Regions from separate parts of the Mus musculus genome. Here region 1 is linked to region 2. A link is a contact called in public HiChIP or PLAC-seq data. All regions are on one chromosome and are shown on one strand. Each heading gives the region's core, a stretch centred on a gene start, on an enhancer-like site or on the middle of the called end of the contact. The rest is flanking DNA. Distances are from core to core; before and after follow the strand shown. Region 1 overlaps Ak8 (adenylate kinase 8). Region 2 holds the start of Spaca9 (sperm acrosome associated 9).

Region 1 (5,237 bases), core at 1,651-4,150, 57 kb after region 2:
GCTGGGGACAGAACCTGACCCTCTGACCTCCTGACCCCATAACCCCCTGACCCCTGGCCCCCTGACCCTCTGACCCCCAGCACCCAGATGTTACCCTCTGCTGCCTCTTTCTAAATGAGAAAGAACAAAACGGTGACTGCACAACAGTTGGATGTGAAGCCCAGTGATGCCCAGGTCCCACTCACTACCCTGCCGTGTAGTGACAGGGTCATCGCTATTGTGGTGGTGATATGAATACAGATGCATTTGATGTCCTGCACCTCTGGAGGTCAGAGGTCAATGTTGAGTGTCTTCCTCAGTCACTGATCCTGAAACTTACCAGTTAGGCTAGACTGGCTGGCCAGCGAGCTTCAGAGATCCATCCTGTCTGCGACTCACAGATGTGCACCGCTACTCACACTTTTATGTGGATGCTGGGATGTGAACCTAGGTCCTCACACTTGCACAGCAAGCACCTTACCCACCAAGCCATGTAGCCACCCCTTGTGGATGCATTTTGGATATCTTGTTCTTTTCCTGTGACAGCCACCTGTTTTGGATGCCTGGTCTCTATAGTAACCAGGAGCAGCCTGATACCCTCGTGGTCTGTTACCGTGTGGTAAGCTGGCCCACAATGGCCTAAGATGGAGGCTAGTTTATCACTGTCTTGATTTAGCATGAGGCTGTGGAATAGGGCCCCCATGGAGGGCTGGCCTCCACACTGTCCTGCCTTGGGGTTAGCCGACATGTCAATTCCTGAAGACTGCTGGCTGGTCTTCAGAGTCTTGCTTCTGGCTCTTCAACCCCTGGGCCTCTTCCATATGTCTTTGCTGGGGCTAGCATGCCCAACCCAGGTCTCTCATCGGTATGCTCTGTGCCTTGGGTGTGATAAGCATGGGACATGTGGGACTAGCCAGGCATCTCTCCCTGTAGTCCTATGTGGCTGGCTCTGTTTCTTACACATGTACTAACTTCAGGCTCCTCCAACCTTCCTATGCTGTGATTAGCTTCCCCTAGCACAGTGTGGACACACACACACACTGGTCGACCTGGTCTCACTTTCTCAGATCCTCTCAGGGACCATTAAAAATGTGAAGTGGGGGCTGGAGAGATGGCTCAGCAGTTAAGAGCACTGACTGCTCTTCCAGAGGTCCTGAGTTCAAATCCCAGCAACCACATGGTAGCTCCTAACCATCTGTAGTGGGATTTGAAGCCCTCCTCTGGTGTGTCTGAAGGCAGTAATAATGTACTCATATACATAAAATAAATAAATAAATCTTAAAAAGGGAGACAGAGGGAAAGGGAGAGGGGGGAGGTAAAGTGGGGTAAGACTAGCCGCTGAGTCCGAGTGCACGGTGTGGCCAACTGAGCATGTTCCCAAGTCTTATGTTGGGCTGCATGAAATTATAGAAGACAGAGACAAACTGAGACATCCCCCAGCTCTGGCTGTATCAGCACCAGCACCATGCGGTGTCATGTAAGAAGGCATCACAGAGCAGGGACTGATAAAAAGTAGTGGCAGGATGTAAGGAGTGAGAACCAGGGTAGACTCCAGAATCCACAGAGATCAAGGCTGACGTGCCGGTCTGGATAGGAAAGCATTGGCATTCCCTGCAGCTGCTGCCTTCCAAGCAGGTTGGTTCATTGTTAGGGAACATAGATGTGGGAATAGAGGCCTCTGGCAGAAGAAATTGTGCCATTTGCTGGAAAACAGATTTGCTGGAGATTCTTGTGGTAAATAAGCCAGACCCAGAAAGATAAATATAGACTCCTCCTCTCTCATATGTGGACTGCAGATTCATTTTTGAAAGTAGAATCAGTCAGACTGTTTGGGAAGGGGGGCCAGCAGAAGATACACTGATGGGTGTGGCTAGGCCACTATGCACTGATGAAGAAGGCATAATAAAACCCATAATTTTGTAAAAATTGGTTTGCACTATTCAAAAAGTAAAAGGCTTTAGAATCTAAACTTGCACCTGGTGTCTGAGACCTGGCAAGTCGGGCTGGTCTAGGATATGTAGCCAGGGAGACCTAAAGACTTTTGTCCGTGTGCAACTGCAGGGTGCAGCAGGTGGAGCAACCCAGGTATCTTCTAACCTCCCTTGCAGTTTTGGAAACCCTGTAGCTGTAGGCTCTCACCCAGGTGCAGTAACCAAAATTCGCCAGTAGGTGGCAGTGCATAATAAACAAACAGCACCTTTACCAGAAATACCAGGCGCTGGGTCCGGGTATTTCTGACTCACCACAGATCACCTTCGGGCTCACATGCCAGTCTTGATTCTGGTGACATTATAGAGAGGATTTTCAGGTCATCAGTGCCAGAGGCAGCATCATAAGGAAATGGCTGCTCTTCTTTCGTTTACTTGAACAAGATTTAAAGATTCCCAAGACCCAGGCTAAGCCTGGGAAGGCATCTAGCACTTTCCCTCTCTGGAGCATTCTGGTATATGGACTGGAAGTCAAACTAAAAACAGCCCTCTCCTCTCCATGGTCCTTGTTGCTGCTGCTGCTGTTGTCGTTAGCTCTCCCTATCCGACTACCTGGAGGTCTCTTGGTGACTGTGGGGGGGACAGAGTGGAGACCCAGGGAGCAGAGTACAGGAGGAGGGAGCCCTATTTTGGATGGCTTCCTTGAACCTAGACACCGGCATCTACAGTGTTCCAAGAAGAGCTGAGGGAGGAAAGAGATTACAGGAGTGAGGGTTGAAGAAAAGATGAGGGGTGTGTGGAGGGCCAGGAGTGGGTGCTGGGGAGGGGTGTGTGGAGGGCCGGGGGTCCCTGGGTACAGGTGGAGTGAGGGTTGTAAGGAAGGTGTGACTAGGCATTTGAAGTAAGTCTGTGAAGCTCTTTCTGAGGCCCAGGGAAGTTAAGAGACTCACAGAATGTGGAGACCTTGGCTTCCTGGTAGAATGGACTGCAGGGGGCACTGTGGTCTGCTAACACCCTGGAAGTTGATACTTGCAGGAAGCGGGATGTAAGTAGAGAGTTTAACCTCAAGCCCCTAACTCAAGACCAGAGGCTGCCCAGAGCCCCTGGGTATTGGTAGGTGCCCTTCTGGGCCCGAAGGCAGCTCAGCAACCCCATGTCAAGCACACCCACACCCAGGATCAGCGAACTGAGATTTTAATGGCCTAGAAAAGAAACGAAAAACAAAAAGCCAACCAACAAACCCCAGCCAGCTAATACCGCCTGGTGTGATGTCCTGGACTAATAGACCACTCACGTCTTGCACTCTGCTAACCTCCGTTGACAGGACGTTCTGGGGAACTAGCCCTTGGCAGTGGCTGGCATGAAGGGTAATATGTTAACTGTCAAGCTTGGAAATCAAGCCTGAGGCATCTAACTTAATGGTGAACGACTTTAGACTGAGAGAAATCTCTGAGAGAAGAGGATGAAGGATAAATGTGCCTGGTATCAAGGGGATTTTAAACTTGCAGCCGAGCAGCTCAGTGCAATCTGGTCTGGAGAGCCTGTGGCTGCTGAGCTCACAATGCGTTGGAACGTGTGGGCTTGGGCCAGCATGCCAGTAGCCTGCAGGCAACGAGACAGGTGTGAAGCTGAGGCACACAGAGGTACCTACAAGCCTTCTACAGATTCTTGGGCCATATTTGGGGTTTTCAGGATTCTCCCCTCCACACCCAGACCCTACCTGTCTGCTGGCTGAATGGGGGCAGGGCAGTGGCCCAGAGGCAGTGTCCTGAAGGGTCTGCCTCTTGTTCTCTGCCAGCAGTCTTCCTGGCTCCCTTCATCTCAGGCCACCTGAGACAGCACAGCCCATGCCCCAGAGGAGACCCCAAGTGCACTACACTAAGACTCCCATGGGAAAGGATGGCCGCACACCTTGGCTCTGTAGCTCCTCGGAAACTCTAAATTTTTCAATGCTCTGTGTTGTACAGGGATGCTAGACCTGGCCAGAATAATCCAAGATGGGCAGGTCTGGGTAAACCCCCATCACGCCAGCCTCCTGGCAGAACTTCCCAAGCTGGTTAAACAAGAAGTCAGGAGTCACCCAGGTGTGGGGCTGCCCCTCATGTGGGGGCCACCTGAGGGACCTAAGGACAGCCTTCTGGGAGAATCTGTCCCATGGAACAAGTTCACAGTGGCCAGTGGAACCTCCTGCCGATAGAAGCTTCCTCTTTTAGAGAGATAGCACACGAGACTAGGGACATGCGTAGGGTGTGCCTACATGAAGCATATATGAGGACGTGGAGCCAATCCCCGGCACAACGTAAACCAGCTATGATGATGGACTCTGGTATTCCTGGCACTTAGAGGGCAGAGGCAGGAAGGCGAGAAGGAAGCTCATCGATGTTTGTTAGTTACATAGTGAGACCCTGACTCAGGAAGGAGCGGGGGGGGGGGGGGGAGGGGAGAGGGCAGGAATTCTTTGGGGATAGTCGCCAGTGTGCTGAGATCATGGGAACAGTACAAGCAGTGAAGAAAAAAGTCCTGTCAAAGTAGAAGACCAAGACCCACATTCGTGGTGACATCCATGCACTCACACAAGTGTGCACACCGTGACAACCTCCCCCCGCCCCTTGTGGTTGCGCTGTGACCAGCTACTTCAAGTTCCTGCCTTGACTTCCCTGGTATAATGGTTTGCGACCTGGAATTATGAACTAAAAACACAAACCAAAACCAAACAGAAAGCCAAACCTTTAAGTGGATTCCTATTGAGCCTTGAGAGAGATCATGGCAGGGCAAGCTGCTACCCTATTAAAGCTCGGAATGGATAGCCAGGGGCTTTTGTTTGAGACAGAGTCTCCCTTCATAGGATGGTCTTGAACCCACTGAGATCCATCTGCCTCTGCCTCCCATGTGCAGGGAATAAAGGTGTGCGCCACTGTACTGGCTGGAAAGCCCCTAATCGAGGGAGATGCACAGCCCTTGGAGTGCAGTTGGTGGGTTGAGGCAGGGCAGCACCCAGCAAATGGTCATGGCAGTGAAGGCCTCTGGTTCACTGTCAGCCTGTGGGGCCTTGCGAGGCTTCAGGGTGTCCTCTAGGGCCATTTGCTGGACCACGGATGTTTGGTGAAAGGGGAACCTTGCAGAAGCTTCTGGAGAAACAGCCAAGCATCCCCCCGCTCGGGGCCCACATCCATGGCAAACAGCAGTAATATTTACCGAGTATTTCTGGGGAAATGAGTGCAAAGCGCAGGCGATGCCTTGCAAATTGCCAGGACGCAGAACATTAGCAACATGGAACATTTAATGAGTCTAGGAAGAGAGGTATGAGTTTCAGGAAAATGTCACTTGCAG
Region 2 (5,498 bases), core at 1,469-3,968:
ACTTCCAGGAGGTATTTGGAGACCTAGAGATAAGGGAGTCCCAGTGAGTGTGTGCCATCGATCCCAGGCTTCCTGATGTCTAAACAGCATCCTCACTATCCCACATCCCACCACCCTTCCATGGGTACACCCAGAGCCCAGGCTCCAGCATGCCAGCCCGTGTCACATGACCCAAGGCTATTCCAGGATGCTGGAAGTGGAAGAGGCCAGCCATGCAAGGAGAAGCGTAAGGGAGGCACATAAAGGAAGGGACATTGGTGGCTTCCTAGTGAGGACATTGAAACTAGGACAACACCTGTGACAAAATAAATGGCAGCCAGAGAACATAAGACCTGAGAACAGATTCTTTAGCTCTCACCTTTCTTTTTTTTTTTTTTTTGTTATTTTTGTTTTGTTTTTCAAGACAGGGTTTCTCTGTGTAGCCCTGGCTGTCCTGGAACTCACTTTGTAGACCAGGCTGGCCTCGAACTCAGAAATCAGCCTGCCTCTGCCTCCCAAGTGCTGGGATTAAAGGCGTGTGCCACCACGCCCGGCAGCTCTCACCTTTCTTACTCTCTTCTCTAGCCCTCCTTCTCTCTCTCCCTTTCCCCTCTCTCCATGTGGCCATGGCTGGCTTCTCTCTTTGTACCTTCTCTCTGTTTCTCCCTTCCTTTCTACAATAAATCTCTAAAACCATTAAAAAACAAAAAACAAAACAAAAAATCAAAAAACTGAGAACAGACCAGAACATGGCCTCTGTGGATGCTGGCCTGCACATCACAGAACTTGGAGATGACTAGAGGAGACCCTTTAAAGATCTGAGGGAGAAGCTAAACCCACATGGGAAGTGGGCAAGCCGGGATCTGTCATATCCCTGCTTGATTCAGGGTAGCTCTTTGATTGGACCCTCCCTCTTTTATATTCCTTAGAGACAAGATGACAGGGATCAGGTTGGCTGTGGCTGCTAAGGAACAGGTGGGCGGTGCTAGCAAGGATCTGGAAAGTTATCCACTTCTAGGGTCCCCCTCTAGCTGGACTTGGGGGGCCTCACTTCCACTCCTATCCCAGAGCAATGAGAATTAGCACTCATGGGGCTCCCTCCCCTGTGCTCAGCTCTCTGCCCATCCTCAGGGCTTCCAGGTTCTCCAAGGAAGCCATGCTAACTGGCTTGCTGTGCCCCACGAGCTCCCTAGAGCAAACCTGACTTAGTTCTTGATCCTAGCAACTTGTGACATGAACACGTCAGGGATGTCACAGAAGGGGATGTAACTAGCTATCCAAAGTGATTGGCCCCTGACCACAGGCCTCTGCAGCCAAATTAGAGTGGATGAAAGGCCTGGATGCAGGCGCTGCTCTCTCTGGGGGAGAAGGGAGGGAAAGGTGATTACCCCATAGGTTTGAGGCTTTAATTGATTTGTATTTTTCCAGGCTGCTAAAGAAGATTAGATCGCAGTATGAAAAGCGCCTAGGGCTTAAAATAAATGAGCGGAGACGAAAGCCACTTCAAAAATGTCCAGGAAGCACACTGAACCCCCCCCCCCCCAGTGCAAGCTGCAGTGTGGCTGCTGCTTTCTTTGTTGGGGAGGCCTCATCTTTGCTTCCCCAGCTGACAAGTCTACCGAGGCCTGAGGCCTTTGAGGAAGCAGGTCTCGGGGACAGAGGGCTGCGCTGTGGCTTTACATGGGCAGGTGTCATTATCCCAGGTCAGAACGCTAGCTCTCAGCCTTGAGGCTCCCTCTGATTTCATTCTCAGCCCCTGGGCAAGACTTTTCCCCTTTGCTAGGCCTTAGCCTCTGTTTCTGTAAAAGGTGGGGGATTGGATAGAAACTCTTCAAGCTATTGAAACTTCCTCTCTGTGCCCAGCAGCTGTCGAGGGAAGAAATCCAGAAAGAGGAAATGACTTGCCCAAAGCCACCAGCTAACTCCTCTGGCCTGTCTTATTCTGCAGTGTCTTGTCTGTCTTCGGAGCAGAAGGTTTTCATCTGACTTGACACTGCCTGGTGCTGTGGCCCCCGGAGCCCCTGAGAGCTCCTCCAGCTTGACCCATGCAAACAGGTGAGCTACAGGAGCAGGAGTGACTCGGTCCCCAGCACTTGCTGCTCTTCCAGAGGGCCTGGGTTTAGTTCTCAGCACCTAGATCTATTGGCTCACTGCTTGCAACTCTGGCTCCAGGGTTCCAAAGTCCCTTTCCCAGCCTCTGCTCTTCCTCTGTCCCACCCTTATACACATTAATACATAAAGATAAAACTTGTGAGACAGGAACGATTGTTGTCCAAAGTGAGGTGAGATTAAGATTAGTCTAAAGATTAAGTGAGATATCACTATGTACCCACACTGTCCACTCCCTATAGGCCAGTCACTGTCGGGGACTTCAGGGTAGTTGTGGGAGGAATGCCTGAGTGTTCCCCACTGCTCAGGGTAGAAACTTAGGCTCACTGTAAATCTGTCAAATTTACAACATCTAGAGTTGGACTTGTGGCTATCATCGTAGGCTGTGTGTACCTCCCTCTGGGTTACTACACAGAGTCCTTCCTCCACGATGCCACCCTTGCCTCTTCCACAGCTACACGCAGCTTTCCTCCCCCTAGGCCAGGACACCTCCACCTCTTTCTCCCCCACTCCCATAGTGTTTTCGACCCAGCTCGTCGCCGGCGCTCCATCCCCCTTTACCCTGGTTTGACTTGGACTGGCCTTCGCCTCACAGAGTGCCCAGAAGCTTGCAGTGCCTCCGTGGGTGTGCGGCCCCGAGGGCGGGAAGGCCCCTCAGGAAATGGGCGTGGGCGGGGTCGAGGCCATAGAGGCCAGGCAGGCTTGGCCGATTGTGACCACAGGTGCTATGGCAACCCGGTCACATGACTCGGCCGGCCGCCCAAACCAGGAGACCCGCCCAGTTTCCCCCCACCCCCACCCCCATATGATCTGGGCGCATATGACTTTTCCTCCTGTAGAAACCGGTCCCACGTCTGCCCCAGCGTCTTTCATTTAAAGATGGGGAAACTGAGATCCAGGGAGCAGGGTCAGCTTCCAGCGCCCAGATCCGCACAGTTGGCTACACCAGAAGCAGGATTTATTCTGTCATCCGATCCCCCATTGCTCTGTAGCTCCACAGGCGTTCTGGGGTTTGCTTTGTGGCCCTGGGGAGGGAGAGCCGACTGCAGATCAGGACCTCGGTGGATGGAATCCGGGACCAGGACTCGCCCCAGCTGAGGCGCTCACCGATGACGCATAGCTTGGCGTCCCAGCAACGCCGTTACTAAGGAGCGGAGCGCTGTCGGAAACATGGATGCAACCACAGCCCCTCATCGCATTCCCCCGGAAATGCCTCAGTACGGGGAAGACTACTACATTTTCGAGATGATGCAGGTGATCAGGCGCCCGAGGATAGGGAATACGGCTACCGGGCCGGGCCGGCAGCATGGTCTGGGGGGAAATCCCTTTCCTCAGTTTCCCCACCTGTGAAATGGCGCAGTAGTCTCCAGGGCCTCTTCTGGCATTGTATGGGAAACCTCAGCCGGTTCCTGAGCCCTGAGTCTTACCTAAGCTGGGCCTTGGAAGCCCTAACAAGCTAGGCTCACCCACCTCACTCCAAGACCAGTTAAAGAGATAAGCAACAGAAAAAAAGAAAAAGTCAGAGAAAGGCTTATTTCCTGTGACCACAATGGAAGGAGGAACACGTTCAAGAAGTTCAGTGACCTGCTTCCCGGGGCTAGTTTTGGGGTCCACACAAGTCTAGTGTGATCCCGCACCTCACTGACCCATATCTGTCTCCGTTCCACTCCCTCCTGCAAGGTGGTCTGACAAGTTGGAGGAAAACTTCCCAGGAGACCCGCCCCTCTGGCTGGTGCCAGCCTTTTCCTTCTCCTGGCATGAGGTTCCTGGGAAATTCCAGTTCCCAGGACCAAACCGATTGTCTCAGCCGTCAGGCAAAAGACACATGTGTTTTGTCTCATGAGGGTGTCTTTGACCCTGTTAGGACAAGTAGGGGACCGTATAAGTTTTAGATGGCATCCCTATCCAGGTGGTCTCCTCTGGGGCAGCATATTTTCTACATAGCCTCTATCCTCAGAATTGGCCTTTTGAAAGCCCTCGTCCCTCATCCCTTATACTAGCTCCCAGCTTGTCCTGGTTCCCAGGCAACTGTGGCCTTCAGCCAAACCATATCCCCATCTATGTGTGCTCCAGTTTTTGACTTGTGCTCTCCAGAGGTGAAAGTGACTTTTAGGGGCTGGACCGATGAGCTGTCTAACAGTCAGTGATTCTGGGGGCCGCAGGCAAACTAGAGCTCAGTTTCTAGTACCCTATACTGCAAGCCTAGCATGCACACGCGCACACGTGCGCACACACACACACACACACACACACACAGACAGAGAGAGAGAGAGAAGGAGGGGGACACCGTGCTGGCACATGAGCCCAGGCCAAGGAGCCTGAGTCTACTGAGCAAGCTCCTTTGGAAAGTGTTAATGGAGGGGAGACCAAGGAGTGGCCAGCCACAAATAAAACAGCAAATCTGGGGGCACGAGAGGGGTGATATATGATCCTGGCCTGCTTTCTTGTTGGATTGGTGGGGCGATAACCAGAATACTTTATCTTATTATCATTTATTTTCAAATAATCTTAGACTTGGGAAGTTATAAAAATGGCGTTCACCTCTTGTCTAGCTTAGGCCGTGTAACCTTGGTCTTCTCAAAGCCGTGAAGCAGAAGTGGGTGCAGTGCTTGAGCCTCCACTGCAGGCTTCTCCTGGATCTCACCCCCTTTCACCTGCTCTTGGGTTTCTGTGGTGGTGTGTACAGCTCTGTGACGTTTTATCAGATGTCTGTGGCTCTCATGGGATTCACAGATCCACTGCTGTTCATCCGTGATAACAGACTGTCCTCAGACTTGGCTTCTTTTTGTCTTGTCCTGAGAAGGACTCATGGCCTTATCAGCCCGAAGCATGCAGATGTGTTACCTGTGTAACCTCTTAGTCAAGAAGTGAACACAACATCTCTAAGCACAGAGCCAGCCCAGCTGTGCCACTGAACGAATGGTAGGGGGCTGGGGAAGGAGGGCTGAGGCCCCAAGAAGAGGAGGGACTTTCGGATGAGATCTAGAGTCTAAACAGGACTCCCCATTGGTGCTCTTGACTACTCTGCACCTCATTGTCCTCATTGGCCCTTCCTACCTCTCCTGCAGCCCAGCTGCTGTCAGCTCTCCAGTTCCCTGGTGTGCCACTCTGAAAACTGCTTCCTCTGACGTGTTTGCTCAGTTGGTTAAATGGCCAACATCCAGGACTATTTAACTGCTTGGCTGATAAGTATTCTGTCCCACTTTGGAGAGACTCAGCCACTAGTGAGGGCTTCGTTTCGTGGCTAGCATCTGCACTGGGTACCTACTGTAATTGTGTAGACAGGGAGGACCGCAAAACCCATGGAGTGTCGAGCAGGAATAGGAGAGGCAGGGAACAGAGGTACACATGCAGGCCTGTGCAGGAGCAGAGAGCAGCAGGGGTTTATCTGGTGCACTGAGAGCTGATGA

Evidence for each region. HiChIP or PLAC-seq counts read pairs in DNA pulled down with a chosen protein or histone mark.
Region 1: a contact with region 2 is called in an HNF4G HiChIP or PLAC-seq map of pancreatic cancer cells. The contact joins the enhancer-like site here to the promoter of Spaca9 in region 2. A contact is called at or near these places in 11 of 39 promoter capture datasets (the 3T3-L1 cell line, the C10 cell line, the HPC-7 cell line and 8 more), 2 of 15 datasets of contacts at CTCF or cohesin (the G1E-ER4 cell line and pro-B cells), 34 of 484 Hi-C or Micro-C datasets (the AML12 cell line, B cells, the Ba/F3 cell line and 25 more), 8 of 115 datasets of contacts at active chromatin or transcription factors (T-cell acute lymphoblastic leukemia, astrocytes, bone marrow-derived macrophages and 2 more) and 2 of 9 other capture datasets (adipose tissue and embryonic stem cells).

Annotation. Positions count from the first base shown.
Region 1 is chr2:28,753,506-28,758,742 of GRCm38.p6, forward strand. The region is part of intron 10 of Ak8 (adenylate kinase 8); the gene reads left to right. Among named protein-coding and RNA genes, the nearest start is that of Mir3088, 23 kb to the left of the region's middle. Within about 2 kb of position 2,901, at least 10 of the 459 cell types and tissues checked have an H3K27ac peak or open chromatin away from gene starts, as enhancers often do. A contact at or near this core is called in the Ba/F3 cell line, bone marrow-derived macrophages and pancreatic cancer cells, where this site is marked.
Region 2 is chr2:28,696,933-28,702,430 of GRCm38.p6, forward strand. Spaca9 (sperm acrosome associated 9) reads right to left here and starts at 2,719. Exons shown (of 5, transcript NM_027283.1): 1 at 2,650-2,719. Ak8 (adenylate kinase 8) reads left to right here and starts at 3,229. Exons shown (of 13, transcript NM_001033874.2): 1 at 3,229-3,342. The coding sequence starts at 3,259.